Regions from separate parts of the Danio rerio genome. Here region 2 is linked to region 1. The links are chromatin contacts, called in public Hi-C maps. All regions are on one chromosome and are shown on one strand. Each heading gives the region's core, a stretch centred on a gene start, on an enhancer-like site or on the middle of the called end of the contact. The rest is flanking DNA. Distances are from core to core; before and after follow the strand shown. Region 1 holds the start of fbxw2 (F-box and WD repeat domain containing 2). Region 2 holds the start of ier5l (immediate early response 5-like).

Evidence for each region. Hi-C and Micro-C count contacts between places; a contact is called where the count stands out from the background.
Region 2: a contact with region 1 is called in a Hi-C map of hematopoietic stem cells, with 2.6 times the contacts expected there. The contact joins the promoter of ier5l here to the promoter of fbxw2 in region 1. A contact is called at or near these places in 1 of 18 Hi-C or Micro-C datasets (hematopoietic stem cells) and 1 of 4 datasets of contacts at active chromatin or transcription factors (embryo).

The regions. Positions count from the first base shown.
Region 1 is chr5:33,010,758-33,015,588 of GRCz12tu, reverse strand. It overlaps fbxw2 (F-box and WD repeat domain containing 2), which reads left to right and starts at 2,584. Exons shown (of 7, transcript NM_001018165.1): 1 at 2,584-3,019.
Region 2 is chr5:33,409,728-33,414,558 of GRCz12tu, reverse strand. It overlaps ier5l (immediate early response 5-like), which reads right to left and starts at 2,948. Exons shown (of 1, transcript NM_199754.1): 1 at 712-2,948. The coding sequence starts at 2,814. The coding sequence ends at 1,897.

The DNA of each region.
Region 1 (4,831 bases), core at 1,335-3,834:
TGAAATAAAGGGTCTTTAGGTCATCAAATTGATCTTAACAGTTATGAAAAAGTAGTTCTTAGAAAAGCAAAGCAAAAGTTGCTCGTCAATGGCATCACTGTGAAAATGCATAGATTTATCACACATTTTTTTTATAGCTTTTTTCCAGACTTCTGTTTTCCAGGGATATAGTTTTTGGTGCCCTGTGCCTATCCAGCTGGAGCTGTACATGGAAAACTCCAGATTTTAAAGCTCACAGTTACACTCACATACATACAGTTGAAGTCAGAATTATTACACCCCCCCCCCCCCTGTTTATTTTTTCCACAATTTCTGTTTAACAGAGAGAAAAAAAATCAGCACATTTCTAAGCATAATAGTTATAATAACTAATTTCTAATAACTTATTTAGTTCATCTCTGCCATGATGACAGTAAATAATATTTGACTAGATATTTTTCAAGACACTTCTATACAGCTTAAAGTGTCAGGGCTTAACTAGGTATAGGTTAACTAGTGAGGTTAGGGTAATTAGGCAAGTTATTGTATAATGATGGTTTGTTCTGTAGACTATCGAAAAAATATATAGCTTAAAGGGGCTGATAACTGTGTCCTTAAAATGGTTTAAAAAAAATAAAAACTGCTTTTATTCTAGCTGAAGTAAAACAAATAAGACTTTCTCCAGAAGAAAAAAATATTATTAGACATACTGTAAAAATTTCCTTGCTCTGTTAAACATCATTTGGGAAATACTTAAAAGAGAAAAAAAAAATTAAGGGGGGTAATAATTCTGACTTCAACTGTACATGCACTGGCCTAGTAAGTAGATGGATGGATGAAGGGACAGGCAGATAAATAGTGTTGTGAGTATGCATGGGCTGGTCTATGATTTTGATGGTATGATAACCTTGGATAATAATATCCAGGTTTCAGGGTATTATGATTATTGCACTAAAGTTATTTTTAAAAGTCTGTGTAAAAAAAAATAATTAACCCTTTAGAACACAATATATTTTATTATGAAGAACATATTAAATATTTTGGAGCAGTAAACATGTCAAGCTAAATAATTAAAAATAAATCATTGACTTCTGGTGCCTTCATTTGAACACAGATTTCTCTACATGTTAAAATTGCATTTTTTTATGTTTTTTTTTTTTTGCTGGAGAGACTGTTGTCCTAAAAAACAAAACAAAAAAACAAAAACTTGAATAAACAACGTACACATACCTTAGGAATGGTATAACAGAAAACTTTGCCAGTTTTAAAACCTTGACTTTTCCAAACTGCGGTATACCTTGAAAACAGGTATCATCCCATGCCTAGTATTAATCCATTTTAAAAACAGAGTTGTCCCAGAGCAATCCTGATTGCATACTGCCCACCGCCTAGGCCTACTGTAACTAAGTAAAACTGGACCTGGAACAGAGCTGCCTATATTTATCATCAGGTTCTAAATGGTCAAGTTGCAAACTAACTATTACTTTTACTGTTTGTATGTGATATAATCTAAACACACAATTTTATTTTTTATAATTTGCACACAGTTTGAAACATTAAACATTGTCCTAGCCATTCAAAATTTAGACACTAGCTTAACTAAAAACAAAATTAATTATCAGCTAAATATTTACAGTTTTCAATTAGCCATTACTTTTTTTTAAAACCGTAAAGAAAAAAAACTAAAAGTTGTTATTCAGAAAATGTTAAAATATTTGTTAAATACAGTTTTCACTCATTTATTTTCTTTTCGGCTTAGTCCCTTTATTAATCTGGGGCCGCGAAAGCGGAATGAACCGTCAACTTATCCAGGATATGTTTTACGCAGCGGATGCCCTTTAAGCTGCAACACATCTCTGGGAAACACCCATACACTCTCATTCACACACATACACTACAGCGGATTGGACTTGATGTGCTTGGACTGTGGGGGAAACTGAAGCACCCGGAGGAAACCCAAGTGAACATGGGGAGAAGATGCAAACTCCACACAGAAATGCCAACTGGCCTAGTCGTGACTCAAACCAGCGGAACTTCTTGCTATGAAGTGACAGCACTAACAAGTGAGCCAGTTTTATTGTTATCAATTTCATTTTTTATTAAAATGTTATCATATTTTTATTATTTATTTAATTTTTATTTTTGCAGTCATGCATTTGTTAGCACATAACCTCGTACTTATTCAGATTTATTTAATTGCTATATCTTAGGTTATAATTAATTAAACAATATGACATACTAGTTACTATTATATGGATTAGTTATTATAAAAAGCTTTACTAAAAATATAAAAGACAAACCTTTAGCCACCCAGACCAGCAGTCTTTTATGACCGAACTGCTCAGTTTGCTGACATAATACGCCCTCTGGTGGCCATCAAACGAGCCGCGCCACATAAACAACATCTACTTGACTTTTAACTAATAGTATGTTAAAGCATCTATAAGCATGTAAGTTACATGCGTAAAGGCTAGGTAGTTTTGCATACAGTATTTGTGAACCTTAAACTCCATCATTGCCATGTTTTGAAAAGTGACAGGGGGTGGACACTCCCCCTGACTTCCGCCCGCTCGTGTCAAATTGCTCTTCCCTCAACTTCCTGTCGCTGTAATTCCTCATTGCTAACGGAGGCTCCCTTTTAGCCTAGCCAGCTAACTCCAGAGAAAAAAAAATACAGAAAAAACAGCAATGAACTTGCTTTAAATTCACGTATGATATTAAATTGTTAAATAATACAGTCGTAAACCGTGAACGATTATAGATCGATTACATTTTCTGAGTCAAAGCGTTTCCGTTAGATTCATACTGTACATAATAATGCTAGAGTGGGACTCTAGATGTTTAATTAATGGCAGCTGACGGGGAGATTTGCTCATTTTTGTTCATGATTAATGTTTTAATTGTCACCCGACTAATTCAGATTATGACTCGACTGTGAAAACGAAAGTTTCTCCTTTGTAGAGCGATATCGATTTGAGTTGACACCTGTTAGCTAGCGCGGCTAGCTAGCGCTCTCCTCGTACTGATTCTACTGGAAATGGTGAGTGCTTCTGCACTGCTTTATTTTATTGTGTATTCGCGAATGACGTTGGGTTTGTAAGATATGCTTGTATTGAATGGCGGCTGAGCCTGTTTTTGAGATTAACTTGATAAGATAGATTTTTGAAAAAGTCTGGCCTGCATGCTAGCTGATTTTTGGTAAGTGTGTTTGAAAGGCAGAGATATTCATTTCAGCTCAATGTTTTCTGTGTAAACTGCAGAGTGCTGTGTTAACATGTCAGCCAATCCGTCGTGGAGATCTCACCTTTTTCTCTTTGAGGCACAATCATACGTTTACAGTAATATTCAGGCTCTACAACAAGTACGTTACTAACGTTGCATCAGTATCTTGTTATATGCCACCAAGCAATATCAATGCAATATATTCAGTTTTAGGACTCTTGATACGTCTAAAAAGTCCTGCTTGATGATATGCTAAACACAAGTTGTTATGTTGTACTAAAAATTTAACTGCTATTTTTTTTCTCTCTCTTTTTTGCTTTAACAAAACAAAACAACAGACACTGACTAGAGATCACAAGTGCTCAGCATCACATTATCATCATCACAGCATAAACTGCACCTCAAAAAGAAGACAAAAAAAATACACAAAGTATTAATAATACAAGCATAGACTAATTAGCAAGGCTTAATGCTCATCTACAAAGGTTTTGCAAAATAGTACCTGATGTCCTGGGAGCTACATACTTACAGAGAAGATCTGATAAATGGTATACATTTTCTCCTTAGTTTGTGGGTAATATATTCCAATGACAAAAGATCAAATACTCTCTCTGCCATTCTGATACTGTTGTATACTGTGGTTTATAGGATATTCATTTAAGAAATGTATTTGTATGGGCAGCATAAAGTAAGGAGGTTAAACAACTTACTGTTTGCTGAACCCTTTAAATTAATGTCCTTAACTGAAAATTTTGAGGATGAAGGTCACGTCTTGTGGTAAATAAAAGATTTAATCTTCCACAAATCTGTTCCCAAAAGTCTTTAATATGTATACAAATCTAAGTACATTCTTTCTTTCTTTTAAATGCAAACAAATTGTAAACTCCAAATTGGAAATTTGCGGTTAATTTACAAATTAATTTCTTAATCCTGAGGTCATTAAGAATCTAGATGACCTCTTTAGTCAAATATTAAGGATTTCTTGCTAGGGCTGGGTTATTTGGCTTAAAATCAAAATCTCGATTAATTGTAGATTTTAACTTGATTACTGTTAATGAACAATTAAAAAAAAAAATTGCCCTCTCCGCGCCGCCCACACTAGTGAACGCTACTAAGCTGAATAATCAATGTAGTTACATTTTATGATAGGTCAGCGTGGGCATCAGTTACGGCGAGGGCTATGTGACCGTGTGAAGGCTGCACCAGGCCATACGCTGTGCTCACTGCAGAAGTGTAAACAGAGCTGGGTCACGTGACTTCACACATGGTAGGGAAAGTAATTGAAAACATTGACCTGGAAAAATCAGACCTATCATAGGTTCTTAATGTCGATTTCGATTAATAGCCCAGCCCTAATTCTTGGATTTTCACAAAAGGCAATGGCTGCTATCTGTCACTTTAAGGGTAAAGAGAAAAAAACACACACAGAGACAAAACAAAAGGAATGCCTATGTTGCCTACATTATGAAGTAAAACAAGTGCAAGAAGTTGAACATTTTTTACCACATCAGGGCTCGAAATTAACTTTTTTACTTGGTAGCACCGGTGCTCCCAACTTCAAATATTTAGGAGCACCAAAAAAGTTTTAGGGAGCACCAGAAAAAATTTAGGAGCACCCACCAAAAATGAA
Region 2 (4,831 bases), core at 1,699-4,198, 400 kb before region 1:
GAGACCGGAGAGAGGACAGGGAGGGGAGGGTGGAGGGGGTTGCAGGGAGCAGCGGATTCGAGGTCAGCCCGAGGTGCCGCTACATAGGCGCTCTAATACCTTCATTCATTGATTTTGAAGAACACCACCATGTGGCATACAGCAGAGATAACACAGCCTGCAAGTTTACTGAGAGTTTCTGGCTAAAAAAGTGCGCGCGCCTTGAACACAGTGCCCGCCACCAGAATGTGACGCGTGCGTCAGGTAAAAGTTACAGCTCGTTTTCAATGTTGGATTTGAGTGTATTACTTTGCTTTATTCTCTTTGAGGGACACTTTTCCTTTCTCGTAAGTCGTTATAGATTAATTTAAGGCAGAATGTGAGTTTAATTACCCTCAGGTAAGGGCATATATCTATAAATTAAACTTCAGGTGATCCAAAACAGGTAAACAATAGGTGAAAATATCTAGTCTACATATGAAATCATGCAAAGTTAAGGCCAGAGCTACAGAAATGCTTGCTGTAGTTGTGTAATAGTTCTTTAGTTGTGTTTTTTTCTGTTTAAAGTAAGGGCTGTGAAACATGGCTGATATATAATGACAGAAGTGATAAAGATGTTGATGTTTGTGTTGTCAAGTCAGGCTCACTGAACATGAGGCCTAAATTAGTCAGCTGTGGAGAGACACTCTTGGTTGATGAAAAGGTGCAACAATGAGACAATACAAAAGAAAATAAGTTTGATTTTTTATTAAGGTTATAAATTTTAAACAAATACTTTCTAAAACAGTTTTACCCGGTGATATACAATTTAATATGCACAAAAATACAAGAATACCAACAAAATATGGAGAATACGTCTGAAAACGTCTTTAATTCAATACACATAGTGCTTATATAATGTGAGGACGTATGGCTAATTTATGAGATTGCCTTTTTAGAACAAAAGGTCTAAGATTGTAGAAAATAAAATCAAACCCACAAAACCAAGCAAATGCTGGCATCATGAATTACTGTGAAGGCTTAAACTTTTTCTTTTTCTGAGAGCAAGGGGGCGGGAAATGGTTAACGCTGGAGACTGGATAGTCAACAAAAACACCTGGCAGGTTAAATCACGGCGTGCATTATGGGAGTTGTAGTGTTAATTAATGGCCCCAACGTTCAGTGTTGATGAGGTGACTGGCATAGGAACTACAAACACACTCGAGAGGAACTGGAGCTGTAGGTCAGTGCAGTCAACAAAACGCACCAGTCCTCTCCACTTTCAACAGCACATTTGAGAATACAGAAAACAACAAACTCGGACAGGGAGGGGGGTCAAAATATTGCACCTTCATTAGCCTACTTGATTGCCTTATATGATATTACAGAATGTAGTCTGTGCGCGCCAGGGCTCTTCCTGGAGCTCCATACAGCACGAGCTCTTGCTGTAGCCTGCTCTACTGGTAAACTGGTCAGAGAATATGACACGGCTGCCCAAAGACTGAGAAATAAGCGTGCAGTGGGTAGGCTTCCCCGTTTGCAGCCCGTTATTCCCAACATTACGTGTGAGTAGTAATGCTCTTTTACAATACATCTTTGCGAAAGTTCCTGGGGAAGAGGAGAAAGAGAAAAGAAACAATCCACGAGCGAAACATTCAGAGACTTCCCATGTTTGTGGCCATATAGCTAGCAGTCTGCGTTGGGTTTAAGGCAACGAAATTCAACTTCGTTTGTTTGTAATATCGACATTTGTTTTAAAGGATACATCACAAGTGGTAGGCTACAACCACTGTCCGCCTCCCCCACTGAAACGAAACCAAAAACAAACCAAAAATAAAAACAGAAAGGCTTAAATAACTTTGCTGCAAAAATAAAAGTCAATTTGTCTTAGACTTTGTACAATTTCATAAAGTATCTGAATTCGCATTAACCACAGAGTCAAAAGGCTACAATAGCTCGCGTCCAAGCCCCTAAACTCGCCAGGGCTTGTTTGCTACAGAACTGTCCGTTTAAGGCTTGCTCCAAGTCCGCTTGTCTGCTCACCAGTCCCGAAAACCCCGAGCCGAAGATCGAGATGAGGTTGGAAATGTTCGACGTGTCTAAGGGCTCCGTGATCGCGTATGAGGAGTCCTCGAATTTCGCTCTTTTGCACGGCGTAAAATCCGGTGCCTCCTCGATCTCGGACACGTAGTAACCAAAGTCAAGCTTGCGTTTCTTGGCCGGGCTCTGTGCGCCCTGGCAGCACTGTTGGAGCGAAGCGCAGCAGTCCTGGTGCAAATACCCGTTCTCTACTGTGGTAACGACATGCGTGTCCAAGTCGAGCACTGTAGTTTTGTTGCAGTGCATGTTGTTTACCGGCGAAAAGTCACAGTTGGACACGGGGTAGGCTTCCGCGCAGCAGCTGCGGTAGAACGAGGGCTCCGGCGCCGCTTTGCACACCTCCTCGCTTTGGAGAGCCAGGGGCACCGAGCAGGCGCTGGCCGGCTGTATGTGCTGCGCCGCCGGTGAAGTCTGGTGACCGACGGCGGGCAGGAGCGCGCCGCAGAGGCTCGCTGACTCGCTCGCGCTGCCGCAGCAGTCCGCCGTCTGATCCTCACAGTCCTCCGCCAGATCCAGCGGGTTCAGCTCCTGGATCTCGTTGCAGACCGTCATCACCTCCTCGTACTGCTGCATCCTGTAGATCTCCGCGTACTTCTCGTTCATGTAGACCTGCCTGGCGTTCCTCAGCACATAGGAGACCAGCAGGTTTTTGTGCAGCTTGATTCCTCCTCTCTGCGTACGGGAGTTGTGGATTTTCCGTAAAGATATCGAAATCAGACTTTGTGCATCCACTGCACACTCCATGGTGTTGATCATGGTCGGGCTGCTGATGCTTTCCCACCTCTCCGACGAAGGAAACTAACTTTCTTTTAGTCAGAATCACGATATTTCGTTCGGGGACGAAGGCTTAAGTCAGCTCTGTGGAGAAACATTGAACGCGGTCGTTTCTGCCTCAACGTGTGAGCGTAGGCAATCATTAGCCTGCGCTTGCTGCCATAGTATATATATGGCGGAGAACTTTACGCCCACTTCGCCAGCGGCCAATCAGAGGCCCAGAATGCCGTTGAGTGACAAGCGGATTCCTCTCAGAGGTTTTGATCTTGTCCAATCACAGAGAGGCGGTTCTTCTGTGCTATTCAAATTCCAAACTGACTTTACCAAACTGGAATGTTCTCATGAGGCGCATTGTACATCGGAGTGCGCGCTCTTGTCATGTGTGCCGGAGAGACAACTTGAAGGATGTCACACAAGTTTACAAACTTACTGAAAACTACATTTAAAAACAACAAAGCACTGCATGTTTCACATGCACGGGCTGAAATAATAATAAAAAAACTTGATTAAATTATTAAAAATAATAAATTATTAGATGAGAAAAAATAACTTTTCAAGATTATACTCTAAATTATACGCGCGCATACTTGAATGCAAACCATGTAAACGAATTAGTATGTAACTTTAATTACAGGTCAGTGAAAAAAAGGAGAAAAAAACATTAAAGTGTTGAATTATTCAATCTTCGTGATAAATAATAACTATTAACGTTATTATGCGTGCATTACATATACTTTTGTCTTATTTTAAGTTTCAGTTCTATGCATTCGTATATTTCAAGCTAAAGCAATGATAAAAAGTGTTAATTATGTGAAAAATAATTTAATATAATGTAACGTAAAATAATATAATGTAAAATGATATATTATAATATATAAAAATTATAATATAATATACTGTATAATACTATAATGAAAAATAAAATATTATAATATAATTTATAATAATATAATATAATGTAAAATAATATAATGTAAAATAATATAACATAATATAATATAAAATATTATAATATAATATAATGTAAAATAATATGATATAAAATAAAATATTATAATATAATACGATGTAAAAATATATAATATATTGTAATATAATATAATATAATGTAAAATAACATAACATAACATAAAATATTATAATATAATATAGAGTAACGCAGTGCCACAGTAGGTAGTGCTGTCGCCTCACAGCAAGAAGGTCGCTGGTTCGAGCCTCGGCTATTTGAGTTGGCGTTTCTATGTGGAGTTTGCATGTTCTCCCTTCATTCGCGTGGGTTTCCTCTGGGTGCTCCGGTTTCCCCCACAGTCCAAAGACATGCGATACAGGTGAGTTGGGTAGGCTAAATTGTCCATAGTGAATAAGTGTGTGTGGATGTTTCCCAGAAATGGGTTGCGGCTGGAAGGGCATCCGCTGCGTAAAAACGTGCTGGATAAGTTAGTGGTTCATTCCACTGTGGCGACCCTGGATTATTAAAAGGACTAAGCCGAAATGAAAATGAATTAATATAATAAATATAATATAATATAATATAATATAATATAATATAATATAATATAATATAATATAATATAATATAATATAATATAATATAATAATTTTTTACAAATCAGTTATGCCATACTAGTCAGTACCATAACTTTAGATATATAAGACTTTAAGATACTAAGCACAAAATTAACACAACACCTTCAGCATTGTTTTATTGTTCAGATATTATTTAGTATCCCCGAAGTATTCATTGAGAAACACAAATAATTAAAAACAACATTAATTAATGCATTAGAAAATTCATGTAGTTCATACTTTGTACAGGAATGGCAATGTGAAGTCTTGCATGGTTAACAATTTCCTGTAGAATCTACTGTAACTTATTGGCAGCAGTTTACCACTACTCAGTTACAGCAAAAATACTGTTTACATTTACAGCACCATTTATCTAGATGCACAGGTATTTACAGAATTGTATGCATATCTGTACTGTAAATATACATGATTC